Linked DNA regions of Sus scrofa: region 1 is linked to region 2. Evidence: chromatin contacts called from public Hi-C data. All regions are on one chromosome and are shown on one strand. The core of a region is the stretch at or near the end of the contact, and the rest is flanking DNA. Distances in the headings are between cores, read along the strand shown. Region 1 holds the start of ZC3H11A (zinc finger CCCH domain-containing protein 11A). Region 2 has its middle 36 kb from the start of BTG2.

What was found. A called contact is a pair of places that touch in the nucleus more often than the background predicts.
Region 1: a Hi-C map of liver shows a contact between it and region 2, with 4 times the contacts expected there. The contact joins the promoter of ZC3H11A here to the enhancer-like site in region 2. A contact is called at or near these places in 1 of 5 promoter capture datasets (fetal liver), 3 of 47 Hi-C or Micro-C datasets (embryonic fibroblasts, heart right ventricle and liver) and 1 of 2 datasets of contacts at active chromatin or transcription factors (alveolar macrophages).

Annotation. Positions count from the first base shown.
Region 1 is chr9:64,516,092-64,520,922 of Sscrofa11.1, forward strand. It overlaps ZC3H11A (zinc finger CCCH domain-containing protein 11A), which reads left to right and starts at 2,804. Exons shown (of 19, transcript XM_005656653.2): 1 at 2,804-3,135.
Region 2 is chr9:63,995,245-63,999,738 of Sscrofa11.1, forward strand. No RefSeq gene overlaps it. Among named protein-coding and RNA genes, the nearest start is that of BTG2, 36 kb to the right of the region's middle. Within about 2 kb of position 2,102, at least 36 of the 83 cell types and tissues checked have an H3K27ac peak or open chromatin away from gene starts, as enhancers often do. A contact at or near this core is called in alveolar macrophages, fetal liver and liver, where this site is marked.

The DNA of each region.
Region 1 (4,831 bases), core at 1,554-4,053, 520 kb after region 2:
CAGAAAAGAAAATCATGGACATAAAGAATAGACATGTGGTTGCCAAGGGGGAGGGGGAGGGAGTGGGATGGACTGGGAATTTGGTGTTAATATATGCAAACAATTGCCTTTGGAATGGATAAGCAATGAGATCCTGCTCTATAGCACTGGGAACTATATCTAGTCACTTATGACGGAGCATTATAATGTGAGAAAAAAGAATGTATACATGTATGTGTAACTGGGTCACCTTGCTGTACAGTAGAAAATTGACAGAACACTGTAAATCAGCTATAATGGAAAAAATAAAAATCATTATAAAAAATTACAGTATTTCATGCATTCTAAGATGCACATCCTATCAAAAAAAAAAAATCTTTTTTTTCTTTTTACCACCACACCCTGGGCATATGGAAGTTCCCAGGCTAGAGGTCAGATTGGAGCTGCAGCTGCCCGCCTATGCCACAGCCACCTATGCTGCAGCTTGCAGCGATGCCAGATCCTTAACCCACTGAACAAGGCCAGGGATCCAATCCTCATACTCACAGAGACTATGCTGTGTTCTTAAACCAGGGAGCCGCAACAGGAACTCTTCTATCAAATTTTAACGTCTCTAATTAATGCCCTGTCAGTTTAACTGGCCATTTTTTACTCTTAGAGGTCTCTAAAATAAGATGCATGTTACAGTCGACGATACCTTAGATTTGATGAAATATATGATTGTTAAAGGACAAAATTTGGGAGTTCCTGTTGCAGCTCAGCAGGTTATGAATCTGACTAGTATCCATGAGAATGCAGGTTTGATTCCTGATGTTGCTTAGAAGGTTAAGGATCCAGCATTGCTGTGAGCTGTGGTGTAGGTCACAGACACAGCTGGGGTCTTCATTGCTGTGGCTGTGGCCAGCAGCTGCAGCTTTGATCTGACCCCTGGCCTGGGAACTTCCATATGCTGCAGGTGCAGCCCTAAAAAGAAAAAGAAAAATTCGACTGAGTAATTTTAAAGATGAAATGGGTTTTAATCAATGATTCATGAATCAGGCAGCACCCGTCCCATATAACAAATATAAGGATACTCTGAGGAGTTGTACAAAACAGGTTTTTATAGGCAGAAAGAGGATGGAATAAGGAAGTTAAAGGAGTGGATTATTTGGAGTTCCCTGGTGGCCTAGAGGATAAAGACTCAGCATTATCACTGCTGTGGCTCGGGTTCAATCCCTGGCCAGTGAAGGCAAATTTCCACACGCCATGGTTAAACCAAAAAAAAAAAAAAAAAAAAAGAATGGATTATTATTTGGAGAAAGGTAGAAAGATGGGGGGAATCTGATCAGGCAGATTGCCTCACTAGTGCTGTTAAGAAATTTCACTCTGGGAGAAGCTGAAACTGCAGTTAGTTTAGGTATTAGGTCTTGGTGGTGATAAACATAAGCAGATGCCATTTGGGGACCTAATGCGGTCTTTTAAAACATTTTTCTTTTAGGGCCACACCTGTGGCATATGGAAGTTCCCAGGCTAGGGGTTGAATTGGAACTGTAGCTGCTGGCCACAGCAACACCAGATCCGAGCCTCGACTGCAGCCTACACTGCAGCTCATGACAACACCAGATCTTTAACCCACTGACTGTGGCCAGGCATTGAACCCACATCTTCATGGATACTAGTCGGATTCGTTACTGCTGAGACACAACAGGAACTCCCTCTTTTTACACTTTATATAGTAGACCAAGCAGATGCATCCTGCAAGCCCTAGTCTGGAGAACCCGTCAGCAATTTGGAAAGGCTTCTATTAAACTGAAAAACCTTAGGTGTTGTGGCACAGATGGAAATTGGTTACCAGGAACCTGCTTGTTAGGGCTGGTTGACATGGCAATCACAGAGTATTGTCATGTAAGGCAGGGATGATTGGGGCTAGGATTCTAGTGTTGTGGCTTCTCACTTTGAAGGGAGATAAAAGCTCAAGTGCCAAGAGACTCAACACCTCTCTGACCTGATACTTACCCAGTCCTGGACTGGCTGTGACTCCCTCACGAAGCTGGTAGTTGGCAAAACAAACCCAAGAGGAAGTAAAAGGTGCCTGGAGTCCTATGTGCTTTCCCATTAAGTGTATCCTTTCTTAACAGCAGAACTACATCCTTTATCCAAGTTCAGTAAAATGCTGCCACCCAAGTAAGTTCTGTTGAGCCTATATGCCAGGGTACACTATATATATTTAAGTGTATTTGCATATTAAAAAGTTATAAAGAATACATGCTAAATTAATGATAGGTTATTTCTCAGGAATGAGATTTATGGAGACAAATTTTGTACTCTACTTAAATTTTAAGAACCCACTTACATGTATTTTATAATAGGAGGAAAAAAGTAAAGATATTTAAATGGAAAATACAGGCTAATATTAATAATGAAGTGGGTAGGCGACTAATGTTTTTCCTTTTCATGTCTCAACCCTCATGAACTTTTTAAATGACCACGAATTATTTTTCTAATACGAAAATTTGTTTTAAGGGGAAAAAAAAAACTGAAACCCATTCACTACTTCAAATAAAAATAACTGTTCAATAAAATTTTAAAAATAATAAATGCACAAATCTTTCAACATCGCATGGGAAAAACAGTTTATTTCTAAATCAGATTTATACAGGATTTGAACAATTTACTCATTATTCATAATCAACTTATTTAAATTCAACTTTCTGGTAAGAATAAACTGAACGCTTACAGTCTCGTGGACACAATTCTCGCGCTTCCCCGCTTATTACGTCAATTTCATTACACAATTTTTAAAAAAAAATCAAAGACAGTTTCAAGAAACCCGTGACCTTCTAAAGCGCATTCCTTGGAAAGGCAGGGCCTCCACGGTTTAGCACCTCCCCTCTCACGTGACCCTGTCACCCGAGGAAGCCATCTTAAGCATCGCCTCATAGAGGAAAACTACATCTCCCAGAATCCTTGCGCTTTGCGTCGTGCTGGCACTTTTACTGGCCGGATCTTAGAACTGAACCTGTAGCCAGGCGCCATCTTTGACTCTGGCAGTCTTGGATTTCTGCTGGTGTTGCTGCTGAGAGGACGGCGGACGGCAGCGGCTAAGAAAGAAGAAAGACGTGGCAGCAGCGGGAGTCGTGGATAGTGTCGTCGGTTCGGTAAAGTTTCTGTTCTCCGGTAACTAGACCCGTTTTTTTGCTTCCCGGGTGGCTCGGGGCCGGGGAGGTGGGGGAGAGGGCGAGGGGAGTGGCCGCGGCCTCCCCTCGCCCCTGGGTCGCGGCCTAGCCCGGGAAGTCAGAGCGGGTCCTTCGGCCCGGTGGTAAAGACCGGCTCCCCCACCTCCGGGCCGCTGCCGTCGCCAGGGCGGCCTGGGAGCCCCAGGCTCCAGCTCCCAGGCCCATCTACCCCCACCCTCCTTCACCCCACCCCCACGGGGCCTGCTCCTTTTCCCAACCAGTCTTCCTCCCTTCCCCCACATCCGGTGTTGGCGAAACTGTAGGAGCCGGGAGCAGCCCCGGGAAACCGACTTGTTCCCCTACTCCCGGAGGAGAACTGACAACTACGTTGCTTTCTCTGGGGCAGCAGTTTCCTTAGTTTTAGCGAACCCCACTGCCTAAATCAAATTGAATGCCAGGAGCTGATTTTACCTACTCTCATTCCTCTCCAGGGTCCCACTACTTGGGAGATTTTCTCAAACTCCACATACAGAAAGCCACCGATCTTATTCCGGTATCCTACACCCCTTTCCTACCTTAATTACACTCCCACCCCCAGCCCTCAGCATCGGAGTCAAGAGCAACAGGGACACTTCCGTTCTCCTTGTAGGATTGATGAAACCGTAATGAAGAACGCCCCCTAAACTCCCATAATCGGTGCGGATTCCTATGGGGAAGGCCCATATTGTTGACATCTTCCAGGCCTTGGTTCTGGACCTTGAGAAGGAGGCTGAACTAGTGATAGCGATGCTTTTTAGGGTAATTGTATGTAGGTATTGGGGGAAGGGGAGGGATCAACCAAGAAGGCATGACACTGATTTAAAACTCATATTTCATTTTCTGCTGCTCATATAGAGTCCAACTTAGGAGTTACTCATTTGCAGGCTGTAAGGCTTCTCCGGTCTAAAAATGTCTGAAAACCAAGTATGGATTAACTCTTGATACAGATAGTAAATTAGAAATTCAGTTTGTAATCTTACTTTAAAATTTTACTCTCAAAGCATTTTTTTTTTTAAAAGCTACCTACATTTTTAAAAAATTGTGTTACTTTTAGCTAGAGCTGAAAGGGTCAACAGGCATTTGCTGTTAATGACCAGTATGTGGAGTCTGATTTAGCTTTCCAGAATTGACTTTTGGGGTTGTATTGGCAAATCACAGTCTTAAATAATGGATATTAAATGATGCACTATGTTTTTGTTTAAATGAAATTTACTGAAAATAATTCCAGAATTAAGGGGATTTGATGTTGCTGTCGTGAGGCAACATAAAAGATACGTATTTTAAAAGCTAAAACATTTCAAGCAGATACAGTTCTTGATGAATCATAAAGAATATGGACCATAGATTTGGAAGACTTGGTTTTTAGCTGCTACTAACTCTGACGCTGGAAAAGTAGACCTCAGTTTTCTTTTCTGTAACATGAGGAGATTGGACTATTTGAATTCAGAACTCAGAAAGTTGGAAGGGATCTTAAAGCCCTCTGTAAAAGAGTTTGGGAATGAGCTCCATTGCTGTCACTTTTCCTCCAAAAATAACCTGGCATGGAAGTCATTGGTCCAGTGGGAATTTGACTCCCCATAGAAACTGGAGAAAAGGTAATGCAAGTAGAGAGGAACAGCTGTATATCTGTTTGAGGAATAAACCCACTAACAGATTCT
Region 2 (4,494 bases), core at 852-3,351:
CAGCCCTCCCTGGAGCCCCAGGTCTGCTTCTTGCCTTGATACTGGTGGTCGAAGCCCAGGAGAGCTGGGACTTAATTCAAAGACCTCAAATGTGCAAAAACCTGTGGAAAAGCTGAGAGAGCTCCACTGAAGAGGGTTTGCTGGGCAGGAACCAACTCCTCACACACATCAGTTTCAGACTCTTCTAGCAAAAGACTCTGTAAGGCAGAGAGAGTGACCTTTAACCAGATAACCCCAGACTCCCAAGTTTAGAGTATAACCCAAAGCAATAACCATGAATAAAAACTGAATAAAAACTCCTTTCAGTCTTCTCTTTCTTTTTTAAAATTTGTTGAAATTTTACATTTTATTACTTTACTTCAAAACATATTTCCCTAAATACTCCTAGTAAAATTAACACTTCAGCAAGATATACCATGTTTATCCTTCACCTTCACTTGTCCTTGGCCCAGCATGCATGTCCCCGGGAATCACTGCACCACCCCCTTTCATTCCCGCACAACCCCATGCAATATGAACTCTTATACAGATGGACACATTTGGAAACCGAGGTTGAGAGAGTATGCAGATCGTCTGAGAGTAACTGGTTGACCTGGGATTCAGATCCTGGTCCATCTGGTTCTAAATCCTTGCCCTGTAATCATCATGTAAGTAAATAGGGCTTACCCACCACCTAGTGATGGAATCTGTTGCCTAGGCGCTTGGGCACACAGGGGAATTGGCAAGGAGGGGGCACCATGAAGGAAGCCCCTTTGTAGGTGAGGAGATGAGTTTGGGGGATGCAGGCCATTGACTCCAGGAGTGACCTCCACTAGCAAGATGCCTGGAAGCTGGAGAGCTGCTTCAACTAATAGCATGGGACTGGCTTGGAACTCATTCTTGGGTCACCCTAACCTCAAGGGCAGAGAGCCAGGACCAGAGAGGAGTGGGGAGAACCCCTTGTCTCTGGTCAAGAATCCTGAAAGGGGAAAGATGCTTTGTGACCACAGTCAGTCATGAGGACTGATCCCAGCCTGGAGTCCAGGGGTACTCAAAATAACAGAGGCCAAGGTGGCCCCAACCCAAGAAAAGCAGGACATGGACCCTGCCTCAAAAAGTGGGGCCCCTAGGAGTTAGTTCCCTTCATGGCCCAGCTGTTAATGAATCTGACTAGGATCCATGAGGAAGCAGATTCAATACCTGGCCTCGCTCAGTGGGTTAAGGATCTGGTGTTGCTATGAGCTATGGTGTAGGTCGCAGATGCAGCTTGGATCCCATGTTGCTGTGGCTGGTGGCGTAAGCCAGTGACTATAGCTCTCATTTGACCCCTAGCCTGGGAACCTCCATGGGCCGAGAGTGTGGCCCTTAAAGGAAAAAGCAAAAACGAAAAAAGGAGTGGCCCCTACCAGAAGGACACAAAAGTGTCTCTTAGAATCCTGGCAATGCTGAGTATGGAGGAGAGTGACACAGGGGACTCCCTATGAGGAGGCAATGACCTAGGCTTGGCACCCACTCCCTGCCAAAAAATGCTCGGCTGTAGCATCAGAAGTGCCCCAGCCACCATTGTGTAAATTCAGCGCCGCTCCACGTTTGGGGCGGGATGTGACTTCTTGGTAGACCCACCTGTCCTGTCTCCCTCATAAGTAAAAGTTCCCAGTGAGGGTGTTGCAGGTCCCTTCTCCTGGGCCCCTGGTTCCTACACCAGGACCCCCAACCGACTAGGCACTTATTCCACAGGATGGGTACTGCCTGGGTCACCCAAAGCAACCTGAGGACTGTTCCTACCACAGAGTCTGAGGGGCCTCCCTGTCTGCCTCCTCACTGATCTACAGTGGAGGAGGCCAACCCCAGGGCTGGCCCCAAATTGCTGTGTGATCCTGGGAGGGTCACTTAATCTCTCTGAGCCTCATTTTTCCTTCCACGCTATAGGGAGGTGAATCCTGACTTTGGGAGAATGAACTCCCAAATTCTAATTCCAAATTCCAAATTATTCTAATTCCCTGGAAGACAAGGAGAAGGGGGAAGACGTGAATTGTTCTTATTGGTCTCTGTACAGGTGATAGGATCCAGAGGTGATATTTGCTGTCACCAAACCTGATGTGGGTGCCTAGGCTGATCAGCAGGGGGAGCCAGGCCTCTGTTTTGGTCCTTGAGCTGCCCTGGCTGGAAGTGGCCTGGCCAGGGGTTGAGAAAAGTTGGCTCTCAGCAGGTGTTGCTCCAGAGAAGGTAAGTCCTAGGCAGCCCAGAAAAAAACATCTGGTCCCCAGAAGTCTCTATGGTTGATTGTTGTTTGTTTCTCACCATCTGACTTCCCCCGGGCATGTATGTTTGGAAGTACTTGAGCGCAGGGAAGCCTGTGAGTGGCAGTCTGGGGGACTGCCTGGGTGCCTCCAGGCTTTGTTCTGAGTGGTGGGAGGGGGCTTCTCCGATCATCTCAGGTCCTGGGCCACAAGCAGTGGCCAGGCCAGACATTTTCTATGCTTGGAGAAGATGCTGCTGGTGCTGCAGACGAGTCCAGAACCACTCACCTCCTTGCTCTGCCCAGAAAGGAGTCATTCTTGCAGATCCTGCAAGAGGTAGGATCCACTTGGGCCGCCTCAGGAGACAGTCCCTGGACGTGGCCCAGCCCCTGACCTCTGAAGCAACCCCCCACCCGCTGCTCTTTCCTGCTCTCCAGGTCAGCATGGGCCAGGATGGAGGAAGCCTCCCTTGCTTCTCTGGCCAAAGGAAAGGAGCCAAGGGGTTGCAAAACAGCCCTTAGGTTCTTGGACAAGAAGGCAAAACAAAACAAAACGAAACGCAAAACAAAAAGCTCAGCTAGATCACTGTCTCACCCAGAGGCAAGTGATTGCTCAATTCAGGGCAGCCAGCCTGGCCTCTGTCACCTGCTGAGCCTCAGGAATGAACCTGCAAGTGGGCATTTGATGGGGACAGGGCCTCTCTGGCCTGAGAGGGAGATGCCATTCTCCCCTCTGGAAACCACAGGCAAGAACAGCTTGCAGAATGATATTCCACCAAGGAATCAGGCTGTGTCCAGAAGGGCCTGTGGCCACACAGTGCAGAGAAGGTGAATTCAAACCGCAAAGTAGACAAATTGCTAAGTCCCTTCCCACTGCCCCTTCAGCAGCTCTCTTCCGGCTTCCTGACTGCCCAGGGTAGCCCCTTTTAAACACTTACAAAAGGATCACCATGAACCCCTCCTTCCAAAGTTAAGGGTACAAATAAGGAGCTTACAGAGGAGCATGAATGCTGGACCATCTCCACAGAGTGACAAGCCCTGAAGATCCTCCTACTGGGGAGAGGGGACAGAACCTGCCTCCCAGAGCCTGAAGGAAAAGACACTCACTCGGAGTCATAAAAAGGCAGAAGAATTTTCTAGGTAGATGACAGGAGCAAGGCCCCACCGCACCTCTGAAGGGGCCACTGGCCAGGCAGGCACACACAGTTGCCAATGATGCAGCAGAGAAGATCACAAAGCACTTTAGTTCACCAAGTTATTTCACCTACCTTTATTCTGTGAGGTAAATCGGAAGATGAAGTTCAGAGAAGTTAAGGAACTTATCTCAGGACACACAGCAAGTAGCTCTGATTCCATGTTCCAAGTCTTAACTTGTTCTTTGGGTAGTCTGTGCCCCACCACCACCCCAATTCCCAGAGGCGAAACCTTGGAGAAAACAACAGGGCCTGTCTTAGCTTGACAGGTCTACAACTTGATTTCGTTTTTAGGTCATTCAGAGTTGCTTAATATCTGGAGGCCCAGCTCATGCCAACCACACAGGAGGTGGATGGGCAAACAGAAAACTACCGTGTTTGTTTACAGGGAGAGTGGGTTTGTCATTAAGGCTGGTGTCAGGAATTTGCTGGAGCCACCAATTCCCTCCTGGTGATGTCCGCAAATGCAGAGCAAGGGTGCAAAGGGAGCCAGCCATCCTGAAGGACTTCTCAATCCATCAGACCAGGTGACAGAGACGCTTGACATCCTGGGAAGAATCAGGAAAGGTGACTCTGGAGCACCCTGGGTGCAGATCTCAGCTCTACCCGTCTCTGACAGTGTGACCTTGGCAGGTTACTTAAGCTTCAGCTCGTTCATCTTCAAGATGGAGATAATCAGAGAACAACCCAGAACTGCTGGGAGGAGCAAAAGAGATGATAACGTATATGACGATACAAATTAAATGCTATTTATACATTGTCATTCGGGGTGGTTGGGCGACTTCCCTATCCCTGCAGAAGGAGTCTGTACAAGAGTTAGTTGCTCTCTAGAAGCAGATCATCCTCACCCCGTCAGCCCTGGATCCACTCAAATTCTCGCTCTCCCTGATCCTTTCTTTTACACAGTGTCTCTCCAGACAGTCAGGAGCCTGAATAATGCGCTGGCTACAGCTTTATCCTGTGACATTCTTCTCCTGAGGATGCTCCTGCCCTTGATGGATGATATTCTCTATTCCTCAAGGAGATGTGAAGACACTTCACTTCCCTCAATCCTACTCCCTCCCTTACAGCGTTGTTAACCAA